Regions from separate parts of the Mus musculus genome. Here all the other regions are linked to region 1. A link is a contact called in public HiChIP or PLAC-seq and promoter capture Hi-C data. All regions are on one chromosome and are shown on one strand. The core of a region is the stretch at or near the end of the contact, and the rest is flanking DNA. Distances in the headings are between cores, read along the strand shown.

The links. Promoter capture Hi-C pulls out the DNA fragments that hold promoters and counts their contacts. HiChIP or PLAC-seq counts read pairs in DNA pulled down with a chosen protein or histone mark.
Region 2: a contact with region 1 is called in a promoter capture Hi-C map of hematopoietic stem and progenitor cells, with 2.3 times the contacts expected there. The contact joins the enhancer-like site here to the promoter of Copg2 in region 1. A contact is called at or near these places in 5 of 39 promoter capture datasets (the 3T3-L1 cell line, hematopoietic stem and progenitor cells, hippocampal neurons and 2 more) and 1 of 115 datasets of contacts at active chromatin or transcription factors (pancreatic cancer cells).
Region 3: a contact with region 1 is called in an H3K4me3 HiChIP or PLAC-seq map of embryonic forebrain, with 5 times the contacts expected there. The contact joins the enhancer-like site here to the promoter of Copg2 in region 1. A contact is called at or near these places in 19 of 39 promoter capture datasets (3T3-L1-derived adipocytes, the C10 cell line, the HPC-7 cell line and 14 more), 1 of 15 datasets of contacts at CTCF or cohesin (the NIH/3T3 cell line), 14 of 484 Hi-C or Micro-C datasets (the HL-1 cell line, Th1 cells, bone marrow-derived macrophages and 6 more), 28 of 115 datasets of contacts at active chromatin or transcription factors (the 230-238 cell line, the NIH/3T3 cell line, the SCID.adh cell line and 20 more) and 4 of 9 other capture datasets (adipose tissue, embryonic stem cells, liver and 1 more).

Annotation. Positions count from the first base shown.
Region 1 is chr6:30,895,004-30,898,848 of GRCm38.p6, forward strand. Copg2 (coatomer protein complex, subunit gamma 2) reads right to left here and starts at 1,791. Exons shown (of 24, transcript NM_017478.3): 1 at 1,658-1,791; 2 at 539-591. The coding sequence starts at 1,694. It overlaps Tsga13 (testis specific gene A13), which reads right to left. Exons shown (of 8, transcript NM_054073.2): 8 at 1,978-2,240. The coding sequence ends at 2,071.
Region 2 is chr6:31,187,969-31,191,620 of GRCm38.p6, forward strand. All of the region lies in intron 1 of Lncpint (long non-protein coding RNA, Trp53 induced transcript), which reads right to left. Among named protein-coding and RNA genes, the nearest start is that of Lncpint, 29 kb to the right of the region's middle. Within about 2 kb of position 1,318, at least 98 of the 459 cell types and tissues checked have an H3K27ac peak or open chromatin away from gene starts, as enhancers often do. A contact at or near this core is called in hematopoietic stem and progenitor cells, liver and pancreatic cancer cells, where this site is marked.
Region 3 is chr6:30,525,314-30,528,882 of GRCm38.p6, forward strand. No RefSeq gene overlaps it. Among named protein-coding and RNA genes, the nearest start is that of Cpa2, 15 kb to the right of the region's middle. Within about 2 kb of position 1,683, at least 77 of the 459 cell types and tissues checked have an H3K27ac peak or open chromatin away from gene starts, as enhancers often do. A contact at or near this core is called in craniofacial prominence, embryonic basal ganglia, embryonic brain and 4 more, where this site is marked.

The sequences.
Region 1 (3,845 bases), core at 541-3,040:
CATTAACAATATGTTAGTACAATATCCAAGTAATGCAGGTTGTCTATGCTCTCAAGGTAGTATGACGTACAATAAATTACCAGACATTATCTGCTTTCCTGGCTATATTTTATTCCTTTAGGTTGACAACTTCAACTTTAAAGACTTGACCAGAGTCTCTGTCTACATATGAATGCCTCGAGTTTAATATCTGTAAGCTCTTCTAATAACCTTGCACTTACCACTCCTGACATGTCATTAAAATCCCCCAGCACACGACAGAGTCTATATGTCTGTACGTTTCTATAGTCCCAGCCTCTCCCTTGTCCTCTACTCCACAATCTCTGCACTGCTACACTCCGTTGTCACTTTTAATATAGAAATAAAAAAGGGATTTCTAGTTTTGATCAAATGTGGGGGAAGACCGATATTCAGACTGTCAGGTGGGTCTACGGTCCTTCACTGTTTTTTTGGCTGTCCTGACTTTTGTACTTCCTAGGTTCTTTGCCCATTATTCTCAAACAGAATTGATAAGGCACTGTACACATCCAAGCCATACCTCCTGCAAGACAGCACTCTTCTCCAAATGCTGGAAAGGATTGGAACCACTACCTATAGTATAAGAAAAAGAGAAGGTCTTCAATAGCTGGACTACAAAGACTTTTCTAAAGGAGGATATTGCATGCTTGGAAATCTCACCTAAACAGAATGATCCCTTGGAAGTCACAAGGACAACTATTACTAATATGCAAAGAAGTTGGATGAAGTAATTTTGATTCTGGTTCAAATTCTGTCATTGCCATACTGAGATATCTTGGACTTCTCCTGATATAGGAACCCTATCCAAAATGAGTGCCTTCATTCCCTGCTTCCCCCTCCCCCATCCCATGGATGTTAACAAATGTGTCGGTTTCCACCACCACCAAGAGTAATGAGATGACAGGACACTATGGATTTCCCTAAAAGCAAGCCCTATTTTATGTGTTTCACACATTTACTGAAGCAGAAAGGAACAGTTTCGCAGAGAGTCACAGATGTAAAGGCCATGCAGGATGAGGCCATGAAGGTCCACTAACCCAACCTTCCACCACACTTGTGAGAGCAGCTACCACTGAAGAGCTGAAGATTTTTTTTTTTTTTTTTGAAGAGGCTTGGCATCTTCCCCACTTGCACTGCACCACAGACAGGTATCAACACGCAAGTCACTTCTGGATGCCTGAGCATTCAATGAGCTGTGTCCCACCGGGCAGTCTTAACCCCTGGGAACAGGAGAATCAAGGCCCTTCAGAGTCCATAAACACGCAACCCTGGCCCGGTCGACCCCAGCTCCCAAAACAGGGGGTGCTCGCCCTGGGGCCTAACCCCACCAGCAACCCCAGGGTACCGAGACTTGCGCGCGCACCTCCTCGCCCCCCGACAGGGCCCCACGGAGGGCCGGCTCGGAGGGGCTCGATCGGGGGGCGGGCGCGGGGGGCGGGGACGCGCCGGGGCGGAGCCGCCGAGCGCTCGAGGCGACTCCCGGCCAGGAGCGCGCGGCCCGAGGGGAGGCCCCGGCGCCGGGGGAGGGGCTTCGGGCAGACCCCGCCGCTGCGGCCGCCCCCCAGAGCAGGTGGCTGCGGGCGAGGGAAGGGGGGAAACCCTTGCGCCTGAGAGTGGGCGTCCGGAGCGCCGCGCGTACCAGACTCCTCGTCCTTCTTGTCGAATTTTTTAATCATCTTGGACGGCTTCCCAGCGCCCAGACCCACCGCAACCGTCCCAGGCGCCGCAGCCGGCGAGCGGAAGACGCTGCAGGAAGGCAGGCCCTGGGTTCTCGCACCGGTTGGGCCGGCGGGCCGTCACTCGGGGCCAAGGCCCGCCCCCCTCGGGCCTCCGCGGCCGCCCTTGCCCCCTAGGGACGCAGGCACGCCCCCTGCTCCGCCCACTGCCGCACGGGGGCGTGGCCAGAATCTGCCCGGAGGCTCACCACGCCCCGCTTCACAAACTCTGCAAGCCAGGTCTGAGACAACAAACAGGGAACTTTATTTGGTTAGTGACTTCTCCAGGCCCCCTCAGTTCTTGGAGAGTGAGGAGTGGGGCTTTAAGTCTTTGTCTTCACCAAATGACAGCCGCATCTTTGACAATCCACTGCTGGGCCCTTCCATGGCGAAAGAAGCTCTCCCCTGGCACACTTCTTGTAGGCTTCTCTTCTAGGAGCTTTGAAAATGTCAGGGGTTCCCAAAATACTTGCGAAGTTGGTGTTTCACTCTCTGACTTCATGGAAACTACGACAAAGCATAGGACACGTTGAATGTGCGACTCTGAGAGCACTAGAAGCGTACTAAAAGGAAGGCGTGATGTGATCCATTTGAGGAGACCGAAAAGCTGGTCTTAATTTAACTTTCCAAGAGGGTAGATTTGGGGACTGCCATTCCCAACTTCTTATGATTCCTTCTTCACCCAAACCAGTGTAGTTTTCTTGGCTTTCACCATTTTCAAATGATTCAATCTGCATAACACTCAAGTAATTTAAGGGATACTCATGTGTCTCAGTGCTTTTCCAAATGTTTTCTCTTTTTTTTTTTTTTTTTTTGTCCTCGTCTCAGAGTATGAAAAACACGCTTTTAATGCCTTGGGCATCGAAGACATCACATTTCTAGAAGGTCTTTCCAGCTTCACCTGTTCTTAGGGCGTTGACTACTTTAAGATCTTAATGACAGTCCTTCCTCCGTTGAGGGCGTGGTTTGCCTCTTGGGCAACCTTCTAACCAAACTTGACAACTTCTACTCAGATCTCTCTCTCTCTCTCTCTCTCTCTCTCTCCCTCTCTCTCTCTCTCTCTCTCTCTCTCTCTCACACACACACACACACACACACACACACACACAAATGATAGGGCATCATTTGGGGGACAGAGATGTTAGCTTAGAAATGGCACCACTAGTAAAACACCCTGGCAGCTTTGTTATTGTTGAGGAAATGCACCATAACTGTCTGTTCATTTTAGGTACAAAAGTAAAGCACTCATATTTGGAGAGGGCATATGTAGTCGCCATAAATGACACTAGAGCTGAAGGCTGACATATTACTTTATACATGAAGATCTATCTCATCCTGACAGGGCTTAGAAAAGGTCCTACCTAGATTATGCTACATACCCTTAAGAAAAATTTCAAACTGGGCATGATAGCACACACGCTTTTAATCCCAGAAGGCAGATCTCTGAGTTCAAGACCAGCCTGGTCTACACAGCAAATTCCAGAACAGCCAGGGCTATACAGAGAAACCTTGTCTTGAAAAAACAAAAAGAAAAAGAAAAAATTCCCATCATATATAGATTCCGCTGAATAATGTGCCCAAACCTTAGTAATGGTGCCACTTAAAATGTTACTCCATCCCGATTAAAAATACTATGCTAGGGACTGGAGAGATGGCCCAGTAATTAAGAGAATTTATTGCTCTTGCAGAGGACCTGAGTTCAATTCCCAGCACTCACGTGGTGGCTGACAAACCATCAGTAACTCTAGTTCCAGGTGATCCGATGCCCTCTCCTCTGATCTCTGTGGGCGCCGTAAGTGGTAAGCGGATATACACACAAGCAAACCACTCATACATAAAATAAAATGAGTAAACCTAATTTTAAAATGTAAATACTATACTAATGATTCTAGCTACCTCATTTGACTTATATAAAGTCCGACCAATATTCATCATGTGAAATTTCTCATGAAAGAAATAGATGTTTCCTCTTCTACAATCTTTGGCTGAAAATGAAACAAGCTTTGGAGAAGAGGCCCTCTTCTCCCTTGGACTATAGCCATTAAGAGTTAGGTAAGGACAGGGACATGAAGCCTGGCGATTGCTCAAAACAGGTAATGTGAGAGGAACATG
Region 2 (3,652 bases), core at 68-2,567, 290 kb after region 1:
GGGCAGAGGACAACTTCCCGTGTCCTTCCTGAACTCTCCAAGGAGGCTGGCCTGGTCAGCAAGCTCTAGGAATCCATGCGAATCCATCTCCTAAGCACTGGGGCTACACCACCATTCTGGCCTTAGTTCTGGGGATTGAATTCAAGCCTTGCTAAGCACTTCATCAAGTGAGCTACCTTCAAGGCCCTTTCAGAAATATGACACAGCACAAGTGGAGGCACAGAGGAGGGAAGGAGGAGAGCTGCAGAGAAGGAAGGAGAGTGGGGTGGGGAGAAGGGATGAGGTTGGAGGGGAAGCCACCCACAGGATGTACTACTGTCAAGAAAGCAGCTGTCCTGTCCTTTTTACGAGCACACTTGGTTCTACCAGGAAACACAGGAAATAAGAGACCACCTGTCCTTAAGCAACAGAACACACAATTAGAATTTTAATAAGGAGAAGTAGCAAATACATAAAAATCAATGTAGTGTGGATTAAACTCTACAGAGTTCAGGAGATCAGAGTAACAGAGGTGAACCAGGGACTGAATAAGGGGCCAACTCAGAAATAGCGATAATTATGTCATGAAATGGTGATTTACCTTTAAAAGCAAAAAGGGAACCAAGAAAACACACAACTACATAGAAATACACCTCCATATCCAACGTCTGCCTAGCAGGGCCTGAAGGCCAAAGACAATTCACTAGAATATTAGTAGAATGCCTGTGGCCAAAACTACTTGTTTTCTTTGAAAACTATTTGTTTTCAATTAACACAATGGACTGGAGGAGTCTGTTCCATCAGCCACAGGATTAACCGTGCATTAAGAATCAGGATCTGAGCCGGGCAGTGGGCAGTGGTGGTGCACGCCTTTAATCCCAGCACTTGGGAGGCAGAGGCAGGTGGATTTCTGAGTTCGAGGCCAGCCTGGTCTACAAAGTGAGTTCCAGGACAGCCAGGGCTACACAGAGAAACCCTGTCTGGAAAAAAACCAGACAACGACAAGAATCAGGACCTGTATCCAGAGGCTCACCAGGGATGCCTGGTGCATCCAAGGAAGCTTACAGTTACCACTCTAAGAAGCAGGGGTTACCTAGCCAGAAATGCTCAGTTCCTTGTACTTACAATGCCCCGAATCGAACAGTAAGTGGGTTGCCAATTCAGACTGTTGCTCACCAGGTTATGAGATACCAAGCTCTTTAAACTAGCTCATCTGCACAGTGCTGGTCCCCCTAGAGTTGGTTGGTTTGTTTTGTTTTCCTCCTGATGAGCAGAAACCTGTGTGCCGTCAGGCCTCTGTGGCCTCCTAGTGCTGGCCATGGAGAACAGCAGCCTCTGTGTCCCTAGTAACAGTTCAGCAGCCAATGCTTCTACTACAACAGTGGGAGCCGACTCCTGCCCTCCGCTCCTCTTCCACATGGGTAATGGCGATGCCCCAGATGCCCCAGCTTAACGTCTCAGACACTGCTGGGTCACAACAAGCCAAAGCAGACAAGGAAGAATCATGTCAAGAGCTTCTCCATTGGCACTGCCCACCAAGATGTCACCTAACTAATGTCAAGGACCCTTTCTGTTCTTTGTTTGCTTCAAACAAGATTTTAATTGTTGTTTGTTCTTTTCTTGTGTATGACTTTGTCTTTATTGAAATCCTAGAAAATTCACCCACTATATTCTCATGACAAAACACTATCAAAAGCAATTAATACTTCTGCCTTGCAGAACACTCATGCTTGACTGAGCTCTTGCTAACTAGAACCCTGAGCCACACAAAGGAGGCTCCACTCCCAGCCAGACCCTAAGGCCAACGAGCTTTCTTGGAGGCAATGAAGACGCCACGGCTACTTGAGAGAAGTAGGCCAGAGAGGAAGGCCAGGTGCTGGCTACCAACTGCTACCCCCGGAAGACTTAGTCGACACAAAACATCAGTGTCTGTTTCACTGGACCACAAATAACATTCCAGACGTAAGAAGTTAGGTCGAGTTCGGGAGTGAGTGAGGTGTTAAGGTCATCTAGATTCCCCCAATCAATCATTAATTAAAAACAAACACAACAAAGTTATGATGGAGGAAAAAAGATAAGTTCAGATTCTCTCGCTGGGCTGTGAATAACGCGCTCCGTTACAATCTAAATGCCAGGCATTATGAAGTTTTATTATCATCACACGCACAAAGTTAAGCGGCGATGCACACAGGGTGGGGGTGTGCAGCAGAGGTCAATCCTGCCATGAGAAATCAAAGTTGGTAAATATGGAATGAGTTGGTACACATGCAGTGGCCAGAATGCCACTTGGCAGACAGCAATAACCCATTACCTTACAGAATGCAATGCCTGTGCATGCCTGATTGCAAAGCTGAGCCATGTTCCTTACGTCACACTTGTGAAACAATCATGTGACTTTCATAAACAAACAAAAATGACTTTATGTGTATGTTCAAATCATCAAGTAAACAGACAAAAACCAACTCGGTGTGTGTGTGTATTGATGCACAGAAAACCTGGAGAGGAAAAAACTCCACTCCAATTGTTTTCTCTTTCCTCATTCTTTTTCCATTTCTAAGTATTTGTTTTAGATGTAGTCCCTTTAACTATATTTAGAAAATGAAGCATGATTAAAAGTGAACTTACTGATTTATCAGAAAGTAAAATGTGAGAGCTGGGCAGTGGTGGGAAGGTCTCTGAGTTCCAGAACAGCCAGGCTGTCTTGAAACAATTAGAAGAACAAGAACAGGAAAAAAAAAAAAAAAAAAAAAAAACCTAATTAAAAAAAACAAACAAACTGGGGGTAGTGGGTGGGGATGTGAACTACTGTGCAGAAATCTACCACTAGATGGCACTATATGGGGCAATTTTAGAAAATACTGCATTATGAGATTCAAACTGTCAAATGACAAAAACGGCTTTCAGGAGGCAGGATATGATCAAAACAGTCCTGTTTTGTTTTGTTTTGTTTTTAGCTATTGTGCCATTTCAAACGCAGGTAAGGCTACTGAGAGAAAGCAATAATCAAGTTAAATATTTGCTAACTACTTTGATATACCAACTACTTTTCTGATATTTTTAAAACGAAAATAATTCTATCTCTAGTTCCCAAAAGAACAATGAAGTACAGAAATGTATTTCACTGCACTGTGGGTGTGGGTGTGGGGGTGTGTGGGGGTGTGTTTGTGCTGCAATCCATCGGCTTGGTTAAAGGGAACTACATTTCCCAGAATCCCCTTCCACATATGACTCCAGGCCAAGGTCAGTTAAGTATGTTTAGCCACTGAGTCATTTCTACCACTTCTTTCTAACTTGTCAAATTATTATTTAGTAGTTTTACTCATAAACCAGGCAAAGGTGACAGTCAACCATCAACACGGCTCCTGAAGTGGACCAGGGGATACCAGACCTAGAGAGGTTCAACTAGCTGGATCAGCAGGTGTTTATTACAAGAATGGGTGAGTTGAGTTACTGTCACTTCTCGATCAGTCTAAATCACCCCTCTAACTTCAAAGAAAATGGAAAGGAAAACTACTTGTCTGTTTCTGTGACACACAAGGTCAAGTTCTTGTTCTGCCCCTATTTTAAAGGGTTGCTTCTGGCTGTGCCATCCAGTCTGGGTGACCATTCCACACAGAGACCTCAACCCTTATGTCTAACAATGAACTTCCAACTAAGTCACTCACTCTCCCTG
Region 3 (3,569 bases), core at 433-2,932, 370 kb before region 1:
CGGTAATCTAAAAATAACAGAGGGTAGCACAATATCAGACTTCAGGAGGAGGATAGTTTCTATTTCAGGGTGCATGTGCTGAGTTGTAGCACAAAATGTGTCTTCCTTTGTTTCTTTACTAAGGTAAAAACCAAAAGGTACTGCCAGGCAGGAGTTTTCTTTGAAGTTTTCCCTTATTATGTAGCCACGATACTAAGCTAGTGAGAAAAAAAAAAAATCATTGCTCAACGCACTCCAGATTTGCCACATGCTAGTAATTAGTAACTCTTCGCCACCCTGGAGGATGGGCCACTGTTTAGGTTAGTGAAAAGCGTGAATGAAATCATATTAGTTCAGAAGAACTGCAGGTTTGTTATTTATAAATACAGTAAGTGGACGCCAGCTAACCAACTGTGGCCAGGGCACAGGGATGGACTTTGCTTTGGAGAAGAGACAAGAGTAGTTTGTAATTGACATTTCAAAGAAGCCTAAGAAACAGGCCAGCCTTTGTTTAAATCATAATTACCCAGTTTGTATGTAAAAGGATACTTCTATAGAAAGCTTTTCAAAACAACTGGTTCTTTTAAATAGATAATTATTCCCCTTCTTATCTTGTTTATACTATGCAGAACTTCAGTGAACTCTTTTTTCCCCCCACAAAGGTTAACTTCTGCTAGCCCTTCCTCAAATTGTCACAGATTCCCAATTAGTGAATTCTAAACAGGGTTTCCCTGCAACAATATCCCAAGGACTTGTCTGATGTGTTCTTTATTGCATTGAATAATGTCTGACAGGTTTCCAAGCACCAGGCCACCTGGATATTCTCTCTGTCAGGAACATGTGGTCTGAGAGCTGATGGCGGCTGAAGGGGAAATAAATGAGCCACAAACCTTCCAAAGTGACCAAGGAAGAGCAAGAAGGAAAATGTGTTACTTGTGAGCTAAATGTTCAGTTCTCAGCACTTTTGGGTGTAAGGATGCGCTTAGCTTAACAGCCCTAGACAGGGACAAAGAGTATGAAACCTTTTATGTAGAGCAGAAGATTGTTAGGGCCCAGAGAAGCTGCTCAGAGGGAGATGTCTTGTAAATTAATCCTCCTTGTGCTTTTTGATCAACACCCCCACCCCCCACCCCCCCCAACTCCGGAAGCTCTCGACACTGAACGTTCCATCTAGGAAATTTCTTAGTACTCAAAAATCAGTGCATGAAATGCTTTTTTTTTTCTTTTTTCTTTTTTTTGTAATAAAAAGGTTTAATCCCAATAGTACTATTTTCCAGTTTTTATCTGTTAACTTCTGAGTTCACTTCCTTCGCAGGCAGACCTTAACATGGCCTGATTACAGGGGCCTGCAGTTTGTAACGGTCTTTATTAGTGTCCTCTGACACCTTAAACTTTCTTATGTTCAAAATCTTGATTTAGCAGTGAAAATGCCAGGCAGGGAGCCAGCTCTGTTACTAATTAAAATAAATCAAAAGCGGGGAGAGGGGAGATAAAAACCAGGTTCCGGTGGGCGGATCTACCGGATTTGGTAAGGCAGAGTGGCGGGTCTGAGAGTGAAACGAGAGACAAAGTGCCTGGAGAAATGGCTGCCAGGGCCCGGGCCCTCGCGTCTTTCCGCTGATTGCGGGCTTTAGAATCAGACAGAGTCCGGGTAGCCCCTGCTGATTGCCTCCCTTTCTTCCGTCCTAGCAGATCCTCCTTCTGCCCATTGTACACTCTCACTGACACAGGGCCTTGATTGCTCTGAGCCAATCATGGCAGCAGCAGTCCCCCTGTGGAGTGATTCGAGCAGGCAGGGGGTGTCATTTCATTCCAGGGAGAAGTTTGCTGGTGAGGGCATTCTTAAAAGTTTCTTGGCTCTGAAAACAGACAGGCAGGGAGAGGAAATGGCCTCTCTCCTTTCTCCAAGTCTTCGGGGGATGGCAACACGTGTCCAGGAAGGCTCGGGTTGGAAATATGGAAAGCAAAGGATCCTGATCTGACAAGAGCTGGAGCAGTAGCTTGCATTTCTTGTGTGTGTGTGTGTGTGTGTGTGTGTGTGTGTGTGTGTTTTAGCTCACACTTGCCTGGAATTCACCATTTCACCATCTGCCTGCCTCTCAGCCCCCTGTACTGTACTGGGATTGCAGGAGTATGCCACTGTTTTTGGCACCTGCATTTGGATGGCTTGCAGGCAAGGTAATTTCTTATTTTTTTTAAGACTTGTTCTTTCTGGGTAGCCCTAACTGGCCTGAAATTCTCCATGTGAACCAGCCTGGCCTCAAACTCACAGAGATCCGCTCATGCAGTGCTGAGATTAAAGGCATACCCCACCAACATATTTATTTTTAAAAAAATTACCCTGACTGGGTGTGGTAGTGCACACTTTTAATCCTACCACCTGGGGAGGCAGAGGCAGGTTGATAGAAATTCCAGGCCAGCATGGTCTTCATTTGGAATTCCAGGCCAATTAAGTCTATAAAGTGAGGCTTAGTCTGAACAAACAAACAAACCCCTAAATTATGCCTATTTGTATAGGTTTTTGTTTTGTTTTGTTGTTACTTTTTTTTTTTTTTTTAAAGACAGGTTCTTATGTAGCCTTAAGGCTTATCTCAAAGTTGCCTGTGGCTGAGACTTTGTATAAAATGACTCTGACCTTTCATTCTCCTTGCTCTCTCCCTCCTGTGGGCCATCGGGATTCACCACCACACCCAGTCTATAGTGCTGGAACTGGAGACCAGAGGGAGACCCTCTGCCAACCAAGAGAAGTCATCAGCTCCAGGGACAGTAACTTTTTTTTTTTTTTTTAGAATTCACAGGGAGTTTTCCTGTTTCTTGTGGTTGGATCTTCCTCTGTGATCTCTAGAGCAGGGTCTTTTGCCTAGGATGTGCTCTGTAATGCTAAAGTTGCTAAAGATAGAAGTGTAACTAAACCGTTGCCTTCCCACATCCATGGATGGGTGCGGTGGGTGCAGAAGCCCGTCATACCCAAAGGACATGGCATTCCACTGTAGCCTGCACACTCCAGAGCGTTCACAAAGCAAGTCTGGAAATGTCAGAGATGAATGCCCCTCCCCCCAGTATCTCCTGACTAACCTGTGTGTGTGGCATCTGATGAAATGAGTGACTGCCTCCTGAGAGCCAGAGAGAGTGGGGAACTGTCATTGTGAGTGCTTTGGTTTTTCAGGGCTATTGGCCTCCTTTCTACCCACTCCCAGTCACTTTGCCTTGACCAGGCAGGTATTGGCTACGGTAGATTTTTTTTCCCAACTCAAGTCCTTGCCTGAGAAACTGGACTCGGGTCCAAGACAGATATCAGTTTCCCAGGGGAACTGGACTCACAGCAGGTCTTCCAGGTCCAAAGTGCCCTCCAGGTAGATTAGGGGCCAGGGGAAACTGGTTGTTAGGGAAACAGAGAAGGTAGGGTGAAGAGTTCTGAGGATCCCCAAACTACCCCCTACCCCCAGTTCCAGCTCCTTTCCAAGGCCTCTCTTTCACCCACTCATCAATAACGTTGTGCCTCCCCGGCAGGATCTCGTGATAACTTTGTCCTTCTACTCATGCTCAAGTGGGTCACTGTCACTAGAAACCAAAAGAATCCACACACCCGA